2 separate regions of the Nomascus leucogenys genome follow, and region 2 is linked to region 1. The links are chromatin contacts, called in public Hi-C maps. All regions are on one chromosome and are shown on one strand. The core of a region is the stretch at or near the end of the contact, and the rest is flanking DNA. Distances in the headings are between cores, read along the strand shown.

Region 1 (5,239 bases), core at 1,011-3,510:
AGCAATCAGTGTCTACATCATTTGTTTCGCATGGTGACAGATTATTAACGCTAAATTGATTCATTTTGATAAAGTTTGTTTCTAAAAACAGATGTTAAATTTCTGAAAGCCAGGTATAATTTTATCGCTTCTTGTTTTTTTCTTTCCTTCTTCCCGTACAAAAATCAGTAATGCTCTTATTTGAGTTTGAGAACCCCTTTACAATGTAAATATTTCTCAAATTCCTCTTATCTCCTAACAAACAATAGTATTGACATTATGGGGCTTCATAAATTCAGAAAACATAATGACTAGTAAATATTACAATTTCATGCTTTTGAATTTATTAGAATTGTTTTAATGGTAACAGCTTCTACATTTCAATGTAAATATTTCTCAAATTCCCCCTACCTCCTAATAAACAATACTACTGATATTCTGGAGCTTCATAAATTCAGAAAACATGACTAGTAGGTACTATAATTTCATACTTTTGAATTTATTAGAATTGTTTTAATGATAACAGCTTCTACATACGTTTAATAATACATATGTATAAAACAAAATAATGATGATAGCTAATATTTTGGGCCTCAACATATACTAGTGTTTTTATACGCATTTTATTTAACTAAAAAAATCTTTAAGGAATCAGGTAGACCTCTGTTTAAATCTAGGCTCTACCACTCGTAGCTGCTAGAAGTTTGATTTATATAACCTTTCATTGCTAAAACGGGTCAGATTCAGAACCAGCCTCTTCAGGGTAACTGTGAGGATTAAGAAAATCACAAGAGCCAAAGTGCTTTACAGTGTGCCTGGCATAAAACAAACTCTGAGAACATTTTTTAAAAAATCCCTTCAAGATAGGAAGTATTATTCCTTCCCCCTCATTTCATAGATGGGGCAATTAAGGCTCAGAAAGGCACGTCGCTTGTCCAGGATCTTGGAGCGGTGGAATTAGGATAGGGCATTCTGGACCACAATAAACACCTGAGCGTTTAGCTGCTGTGTTCTGAGCTCCCACAGCACTTTTTATTACAACACAAACTTTATTTACATCACACTCCACTTCCCCATCCTTCACTAAAATATGAGCTCTTCAAGAGCAGGGACTCTATTTTTGCTACCTCAGTACTTAGCGATACACACACAGACTATGAGGAAAAAGTTTCTGACAAACCATCAATGCACTCACGACTGAACCTACCGTGGCAAATTGCAGTGGGATAGAAGAGCTTTATCTGAATTGGTTACTGAGATGCAGACCTACTATTTTGGGAACAATTTGTTTTTGCTGTTGAAACCCAGAATGCAAGTCTTCTTTTTACCTTTACTTTGCTTAAAAAGTTATTCCATAATTATAAACTGCGTAAAACTAGAAGAATGCCCTTGCATTCAACTAAAACTGAAAAGTGTTTTAAATTTCCAGTCAGGCACATTGAAGGCCTTGTGACTTTATTGATTTTTGTTTTTTAAAGGGAGGACCTGCCAATTTACTAATCTTAATAGAGCTGTAACAGGAGAGTATAAATAAAAAGATAATTCAGAGAAAATTTACTGAAATTAAGTTTGGATTAAAGTCATCTGGCTCTTTTAAGGAAAAAGGACATTAACCAAAAGTGGCGTTAACTATCAACAATATTTACCATTCTCCCACTCAGTAGATACATACGACATTTGGTAAATTGTTTAACTTCCGTGGAACAATCCCCTCATATGTAAACTCAGGAGGTTGGACTACATGATAAGTGTCCTTTATGTTTCCACCTCTTCGTGACCGGGATGTAGGTGAGGAAGGGGCAAAAAAGCGATCCCGGTCTTGGCTCCTTCTTCCGCCACGGGCCGGAGCTGACACCCCCACGGAAAACCGCACAGCGCCTCCGCTCTTTCTCCACAGGCTCAGAGATCAATGCACTTCCGCATAGGCCTAGGGCCCCACGTTCCGCGATAAGCGCCGGAAGCGCACAGCATGCTGGGATTTGTAGTCCTCCATCTGTGGTCGGCAGCTGTTTAGAACGCGAGGTCTAGTTGGCATTCTGGGATACATAGTTCCTGGGCGGGTGGGGGGCGGATTCGTTCGTGTAATCTATTTTTGGCTTAAAGAGCCAGAAGCGACACCACAGACTCCGGTGGGTCACATGACTCCAGTCTAGCGTGTAGATCGCACTGCGGCTCCCGCCCAGGCGAGTTCTCGGCCCCGCGCGGCCGTTGCCGAGGAGACGGCGCATGTCCCGCCGCGCGTTGCCCCCTCTGCAGTCCCCCCGCCCCTCTTCTCCCACCACAATGAGATCCTAAGATGGCGGTGGCTGCGGCGGTTGGCGCTGCGTAGCTGAGGTCGAAAAGGCGGCCATTGGGGCCAAGGCAGCCAGGAAACGTGTGGGCCTCCCTGCTGCGGTCTCCGAGGGCTGACCGCTGCCGGTGGCGGGTCGTGGAGGCTGACTGCCGCTCTGCCTTTGACAGGAGAGGCTGCTCCTTGTAGAGGTAATGCCTGCGCGTCCCCAGCCCTTGGCAACTGAGGGCGGCGCGCCCCAGGGGCGGGAGAGTAACGGCTCCGGGACAGTTGGCCCTGTTGGGTCTGGCCACGGGCGCACGCGTCCTTGGTAGGCTCCCGGGTCTTTCTGCCCCGGGCTTCCCGTGCCCTAGGCGGTCAGTCCGCCCCCTCCCTCAGGACCGACCTCCGGGATTCCCGGGTGAGCACCTCGGGACGCGTTGGTGATTGCAGGACCCCCTTGCCTCCTCGCCCCTCTTGCTGGCCCTGCCGGGGAGGCTGTCTTGCGTCCCGGTGGCTCCGGGAATGCCCCTTGCGGGCGGAGGAAGCGGAGGGGGGACTCTGGTTTGGGTGCCAGGGGCACTGGGTCGAGTTCTCAGAGAAACAGGCCTTGGTGGCCGTAGTTCTTCCCCGCGTTCCCTCCGATTTTATTCTGTGGAGCTCTCGGTGTCCAGAGTTTGGGGTGCAGAAGGGCGGACGAGGAGCGACGCGACTCTGAGGAGTTGCAGTCGAGCTGTGAGCTGCAGGACTTCCGCCGTCTCTGGTGCTGTGGGAGCCGACCGGCCGGGGGAGGCGTTCCTGGGAATGTTAATGGAGTAATTATTGCCCCTTCTTTCTCCCTTCCTGCAGATGTAGTTAGAATTGGGCCTAGAGCCGGGAAAGACTAAATGCCCAGTGGGACTGGGGGAAACGTTGCTTGGTTTGCAGAAACTGGCGTTTGGGGGTTAGGCCCCGCCGGGGAGGCTGGGCGCGCCAATTTTGCATCCCTCAGCCTACTCTCCAGGAACTCGCCTGGTTTATTTATTTATTTTTTTTGACCGAGTTGAGGTCTGTATCGTGTGTCTTACGGGTGACGGTTCGTGTTTGGGCGCTGAAAGAAGCGAGCTTTCCGGGCGCCCCTACCACCCCCGCCCCATAACCGCTTTCCAGACTCCGCCTGCTGGTGTTCTCTGGTTACCGGAGTGGGTGTTGCGGAGCTTCGGGTGCACCTGCTCCTTTCTTTCCCTAGCACCTTCCTGGTGAGGGCCACTGAACACCAATATAACACAGAGTTTTTGAATTGAAGATAAACCTGGTATTTATGTAGTGACGAGGTTATTTTATTATGAAGTACAGTAGCTTTTAAATGAGCAAACGTTTTTTAAATCATGTGATATACCAGGTTGTTAAATAGTTTGAGTAATAGGAAGCTCGATCAATCAGAGGAGTAAACTTTGTCATAGACTATTAAAGGATACTTAGGACTAACTATCTTTGTTATACTGTTCGGAAGTAGATATCACTTTGCTGTTTGGTAGGATTTCAAAAGTTTGGAGGATTTAAGCCTTTATGGATATCACAGTATTTTCCAAAAGAATTGAGGTAACTTAAATTTAAAATATGGGTAAGTTGTATTTTTCCCCTTCTTTTTATCTTTCTAGACATATTTTAGACCAAAACTGTAGTATTTGTTATTGTGTATTTCATAGTGTAAGTAATTCACTTAAGTGATATATATCTTTAATCCTAAGCAGGAAACACCTTTGAAGTGTGGAGCGGGAAAGGAGCAGTTTCTGAGCTGCAAAAACTAGTTTCTAAACAGGGAATTTGACATTATCTGTATTCTTTGTATTAGAGTTGGAGAAGACTTTATGGTGGACACTGCTATCACAATTACAGTGCATGACTGAGGACCCTGTCTGCTTAGTAAACAAACTTTCTGGGTCCACCGCCCTGTTTGCTCTGCTTTTCGGCCTGCTGCTTTGTCCTGCCCTTATATCTTTGTTAGGAAAGGCGTCATTCCTAAATATTAAGTACTAGAATGGTTTATGCAGTACCGTCTGAAATTTATTTGTCTTCACAGAATTTTTTCAACCTGTTTGAATTTGTCCTGTAAGTGGATAGCCTCTCTTTCCAAATCCATTTAATCTCAAGTTCTCTTCTACAACATTCCTGTTAATTGGCTGTTCATGAACTCTACTTTTTGAACTTGTTATACCTTGACCGAAGTTTAGTTGTCTAAAATTACTTTATTATTATTTTTTGTACTTCGATCTCCCTTTCCTGGTATAAAGTTATTTTAAACATTGCTTTTAGCGCATAGTGCATTGTCACATGCAAGTGACATAATGATATTCTCTGTCCAGCAGAATAAAGTCAGTGTTGTAGAATGAAAGTTCGCTAGAAGTTCAATAATTGTTTGCAAAGGGCAGTTTGGAAAAATGGCTAAAAGATTATTAGAAGTTTGTTAAAAGCTTTTAAGAAATAATTGCTCTTCAGAAAAAACCTCAGAAATAAATAATCTAAATTTAATTCTACTCTTAAAATTTTAAGAAAGTTCATTTTGAAAGTTTTATAGAGGCCAGGCGCGGTGGCTCACGTTTGTAATCCCAGTACTTTGGGAGGCTGAAGCCGGCGGATCACGAGGTCAGCAGATCGAGACCACGGTGAAACCCCGTCTCTACTAAAAAATACAAAAAATTAGCCGGGCGTGGTGGCGGGCGCCTGTAGTCCCAGCTACTCGGAGAGGCTGAGGCAGGAGAATGGCGTGAACCCGGGAGGCGGAGCTTGCAGTGAGCCGAGATTGAGCCACTGCATTCCAGCCTGGGCGACAGAGCGAGACTCCGTCTCAAAAAAAAAAAAAAAGAAAGTTTGATAGAAATTGGCTGGGCACAGTCGCTCACGCCTGTAATCCCAGCACTTTGAGAGGCCGAGGTGGGTGGATGACGAGGTCAGGAGATCGAGACCATCCTGGCTAACGTGGTGAACTCCATCTCTACTAAAAATACGAAA
Region 2 (5,782 bases), core at 247-2,746, 190 kb before region 1:
CCCTTTTATTTTTGGATTCATCATCATGAATCCAAAATGTCTCTAAAATGTGAATAAAATCTAACTTTAATGTGTCACTAATAGATGTTTCTATGTTTGTATGTAATTAAATCACTTTCCTGGATTTGGATTCATCATCATGAATCCAAAAATGTATTTATTTTCTTAATCCCCTTATTAGAATTTAAGCTCCCTAATGGAAGGAATGGGTCTCTTCTGTGCACTTCATTCCAGTACTTAGAAGAGTTCTTAGCACAAGCCAGCCTTCCCCACATTCTCCTTCACACACATGTGGTTTAATGAAGACTTCACTCATGTCTATGAAAGAAGACATGAGTGTGTCAAGTCTTCTGCATGCATGTAAAGGACCAGGGTTAAGAGCCAGGTGGGGCCAGAACACCTGGCCCATTTCCTGTCTCCACCCATTACCCCACTGTGTAACTTCTGACACGTTACTGAAGCTTTCAGACCCTCAACCTCCTCATCTGTAGAATGGGGATAATCACAGTATCCCTACTAGGAGTTATGAGAATTAAATGAGATTATGCATTTAAAAGAGGGCTTAGCACTGTGCTTGGTGCACACAGGCACTCAAAACATGTTAGCGACTAATACTGTTTTTATGAAAAGAGATCCTGATACACGCTCTAAGGAAAGTGATTTAATTACATACAAACATAGAAACATCTATTAGTGACACATTAAAGTTAGATTTTATTCACATTTTAGAGACAGGGTCTTGCTCTGTCACCTAGCCTGGAGTGCAGTGGTGCAATAATAGCTCACTGAACCCTCAACCTCCTGGGCTCAGTGATCCTCCCACCTCAGCCTCCTGAGTAGCAAGGACCACAGGTGTGTGCCACTTGCCCGGCTGATTTTTTTATTTTTTGTAAAGACAGGGTCTCACTCTGTTGCCCAGGCTGGTCTCAATCTCCTGGGCTCAAGTAACCTTCCCACCTCATCCTCCCCAGTTGCTGGGATTACAGATGTGAGCCACCATGTCCAGCCTCAAGTTGGCCTTTAGAGTAACTTATTGGGTAATAACCTCTGATTTTTAGTAATTACTTTATTCAAGTATGTGAAAAATCTCTCATAATTTTGCTTACTATCTCTCTCAAATTCTCATCTAGAAAAGTTTAAAAGGATACGAAAGTATTTGAAGAAGATTTTAAATTCCCTTTAACACGAAATGAATGAAAAAAATCAGTTTACATAAACCATGAAAGTAATAACTTAGCAAGAAAGAAGAGAAAGCTGCGCTGATAGGCAAGTCACTGCAAGTTTCGGACGGACTACTGTCTTGAAAGGAATTTACTTTATTAACCCACAATAAACTCAACTGAAATAGAGTTCCCCTTTTGAAATGTGGTTTCTCTTTCTCTAGAAGAAAACTAAAAACCATCTCTTTCAGGAGGCCTTTCTTCACCGACCCGCCCCTGGACATTCTTCTCACGGGGCCTCTTCCCCACCCATCACCATTCTTTGTGCCGCTTTGTGTGTGCTGCATAAACACGCACTCTCCCCTCCTCGGTTAGCTCACAGGAGTCGCGGGGCAGGGATAGCATTCTGCGCTACTTCTGTAATCCTACCTGGCTCAGGCTGGCCACTGAAACAGCAACTCCTGTGTGTAGAGAAGAACACAGATATTTATCATCTAAAACCTGGGAAAAGCTGGTATTGCCTCCAAAAGAGAGTGAAGGCGGGTCTCTATGAAGATGTCTGAATTGATCATGAAAGATTTACTCAGCAGTTATTTATTCAACAGCATTAATTTTATTTATTATTACTGTATCTTTTATTAAGTTCCGGGGTACATCTGCAGGCTGTGCAGGTTTGTTACGTAGGTAAACGTGGACCATGGTGGCTGGCTTCACCTACTAACCCATCACCTAGGTATTAAGTCCAGCACGTACTAGCTAATTTTTCCTGAAGCAGCATTAACTTTCAATAGCCACATAAAATCATTTACATCAGAGTTAACTGACATCAAGCTTTAAACCAAGGCCTGAAAAGAAAAGTGCCACAGTTTCTAAACCGTTCAGTTGGGCAACAAGAATTTTAATTTTTAAAAAATTAAACGTTAGCCTGGTGTGGTGGTTCATGCCTATAATCTTGGTACTTTGGGAGGCCTAGGAGGATCACTTAAGCCCAGGAGTTCAAGACCAGCCTGGGCAACAAAGTGAGACCCACCCCCCCATCTCTACAAAAAAATATAAAAATCAGCTGGGCATGCTGACACACACCTACGGTCCCAGCTACACGGGAGGCTGACACAGAAGGATTGCTTGAGCCCAGGAATTCAAGGCTGCAGTGATCTATGGTGGAGCCACTGCACTCTGGGATGGATGACAGAGTGACACTGTCTCAAAAAACAAACAGAAAACAAAAAAACAAATTAAACTTTGTTTTATTGTTAAAAATAAAACTCAGGCCAGGTGCAGTGGCTCCCAACTATAATCCCAGCAATTCGGGAAGCCTAGGAAGGTGGATCACCTGAGGTTGGGAGTTCGAGACCAGCTGATCAACATGGAGAAAGCCCATCTCTACTAAAATTACAAAATTAGCCAGGTGTGATGATTCATGCCTGTAATCCTAGCTACTCGGGAGGCTGAGGCAGGAGAATCACTTGAACCTGGGAGGGGGAGGTTATGGTGACCCACGATTGCACTCCAGGCTAGGCAACAAGAGTGAAACTCCATCTCAAAAAAAGATAAATAAAATAAAACTCACGGTCATACTAATAGTATTGAGATTAATAATGTGACGGTTAAGAGCATCACTGGCTGGTCTGAATCCCACCTCTGCCACTTAGCTGTTTAACACTGGACCAATTATTTAACTTTTTTGTGGCAGATTCCTTGTCTATAGAATAGGGATAAGCCTCACAAAGTTATTGTGAGGATTAAATGAATTTACAGATGAAATTACTAAAACTGAGCCTGGAACTCAACATATACTTAACAGTCTGAGCTGCAATCATTCACATTATAATAATTACTATTACAAATAATTTTCACCACTATCTCATCTTATTTCAGTACATTTCCAAAGAAGCAAAGGTACTTTAGATTTGATTTGTTATAATCTCTTATAATCTGGTCTCATATAAATTTCTGCATTTTGACAAGTAAAATGGAACAGCTCTTTGGGAGGCCAGGGTGGGTGGATCACCTGAGGTCAGAAGTTTGAGACCAGCCTGGCCAACATGGTGAAACCCCATCTCTACTAAAAATACAAAAATTAGCTGGGCTTGGTGGTGGGTGCCTGTAAATCCCAGCTACTTGGGAGGGTGAGGCAGGAGAATTGCCTGAACCTGGGAGGTGGAGGTTGTAGTGAGCCAAGATTGCACCATTGCACTGCAGCCTGATCAACAGAGCAAGATTCTGTCTTAAAAAAAAAAAAAAAAGAAAAAGAAAAAGAAAAAGGAACAGCTCCATTGGGTTTAATTACAATTCCTTCTCACATTCATTTTAAAGCTTCAAGAAAATGGCTGTTTCAACACTGGGTCTGCTTTTCTACTTAGGTGTTCTGAAAGGATTTATTGAAAACCCCAAATTGGCTGGAACATTCCTGCCGCTTACCTTTCAGCAGAGTAACTGTGAGTCAGTATGGTGGATATCCATTTGGTTTCAATTTGCTAATACACACAAACACTTCACTGTACAATCAATGGCAACAGGATCACAGGGATCTAAAAGCACATTGTTTCTGCTCCTTGATTTTTCTGTTCTACTTTTAACTCTGTAGTGACTGAGTTTCTTGTCCCCCTCAAGAAACACCTATCAATTTGTTGAGAGAATCCCAAAAAATTAGTTGCTATTAATTTTTCTGTAAAACATAACACGGTAGAATCAAATTAGTCTTCTTAGTCGGCTCGGGCTGCCATAATAGTAATAATACCAGATGGGGTGCCTTAAACAATAGAAATTTGTTTTCTCACAGTTCTGTAGGCTGGAATGTCCAAGATAGGAGTGCCAGCTGATCTGCTTCCCAGCAAGGGCCCTCTTCCTGGCATCCAGATGGCCACATTCTCATTGTACCTCACATGGTGAGGACAGTTCCAGTGTCTCTTCCTCTTTATTATTTTATTATTATTTTTTTTTTTTTGAAAGAGAGTTTCGCTCTTGTTGCCCAGGCTGTAGTGCAATGGCCCGATCTCGGCTCACTGCAACCTCCGCCTCCTAGGATCAAGGAATTCTCCTGCCTCACCCTCCTGAGTAACTGGGATTACAGGCACCTACCACCACTCTCGGCTAATTTTTTTTGTATTTTTAATAGAGATGGGGTTTAGCCACGTTGGCCAGGCTGGTCTCAAACTCCTGACCTCAGGTGATCCACCCGTGTCGGCCTCCCAAAGTGCTGGGATTACAAGCATGAGCCACCACGCCCAGTCCGTCTCTTCCTCTTTTTCTAAGGGCACCACCCCTACTGGATTAGGATCCTACTCTTAGGACCCCGTTTAACTTTCATCACCTCCTCACCGGCCCTGTCTCCAAACACAATCACATCGTCGGTTGGGGCTTCAACATATTAATGTAGAGGGACCAAGTATTCAGACCATAAAAGTCTTCTAACCAGTCAAATATAAAACTCAAATTCAAATCCAGAATGTTTCTGGTTACATTAACTTTTTTTCCATTCAGATACAGAAAACCACCCAGTAAAATGTAATTAGTTTTCAACTCAGACTGAAAAATCTGGATGCATAACTCAGTTATCAAGCTCATTGACACAGGATGACAAAGCTCAAAAACATGTCCTGTCTTTTCACTAAGACTAAACAGATCCACTTTTCTCTAAGAGACATTATGCAACACAGAGTAAAAGGACTTAACAACTGCTTCCCCGCTGGGTGGGACTGATCGCCTACATAGAAGGATTCTTTTTCAGTGTATCCTGGGTATTGGCCTCATTTCTTAAAAGTATGTGTGCTTAGATTTTCTGGGATTCGAGCACCACGAAATTCAGAGAATCATACCAATAACAGCAGTTACTCAGAAAATTAGGCGAGCTCCAAATTGTGGCTAGAAAGGTAAGGGCTGTAAAAGCTGACAGGGTCTTAGATTCTCAGACACTTACACTTTCCAGAGGTGAAGATGAAGCCCAGGGAGAGTGAAAGACTTGCTCAGGTAGCGTATTGGGGCCAGAGTGGAACTAAAACACAGAGCGCCTAACTGCAGGCCAGGGGCCACACTCCAATGCCACCAAGAGACAGGTGCTCCTCACAGAGGAGGAAGGGAGCTGCCCACTCTCTGCAAACACCATGAGCCTTACTGGACAACTACAGTAAGGACCAGACCTTTTTCTTCTCCACCAAGGGACAGGGTTGTACTCTGCTGCCCAGGTTGGAGTACAGTGGCATGATCATAGCTCACTGCAGCCTTGCACTTCTGGGCTCAAGTGATCTTCCTGCCTCAGCCCCCTGAATAGCTGGGACTACAGGTGTACACCAACATGCCCAGCTAATGATTTTTTTGTTTTCATTTTTTTCAGAGACAGGGTCTTGCTATGTTGCCCAGGCTGCTCCTGAACTCCTGGCCCACTTTGGCTTCCCAAAACACTGGGATTTCAGGCATAAACCACCACACCCACCCAGGACTAGAGCTTTCATCTCACTCATGCCTTGACTCCCCAGGTGTGGCAATATCCCAAATAAGAATCACTGTTTCTCCCAGTGGCTTTTGGCTTCTGTTTTTCTCCCAAATGATGAACACGCCAAGCTAATGAATTCCTATTTCCACCCAGATCCTCTGGGGATGGAGCCATGTGCTGCAAATCCCTC

The links. Hi-C and Micro-C count contacts between places; a contact is called where the count stands out from the background.
Region 2: a Hi-C map of a lymphoblastoid cell line shows a contact between it and region 1, with 4 times the contacts expected there. The contact joins the enhancer-like site here to the promoter of PCM1 in region 1. A contact is called at or near these places in 2 of 4 Hi-C or Micro-C datasets (both in a lymphoblastoid cell line).

The regions. Positions count from the first base shown.
Region 1 is chr4:133,764,990-133,770,228 of Asia_NLE_v1, reverse strand. It overlaps PCM1 (pericentriolar material 1 protein), which reads left to right and starts at 2,260. Exons shown (of 39, transcript XM_030812300.1): 1 at 2,260-2,460. It overlaps LOC105737578 (a long non-coding RNA gene), which reads right to left and starts at 1,890. Exons shown (of 3, transcript XR_001113264.2): 1 at 1,747-1,890.
Region 2 is chr4:133,949,790-133,955,571 of Asia_NLE_v1, reverse strand. All of the region lies in intron 3 of MTUS1 (microtubule-associated tumor suppressor 1), which reads right to left. Among named protein-coding and RNA genes, the nearest start is that of MTUS1, 63 kb to the right of the region's middle. Within about 2 kb of position 1,496, the one cell type or tissue checked has an H3K27ac peak away from gene starts, as active enhancers do. A contact at or near this core is called in a lymphoblastoid cell line, where this site is marked.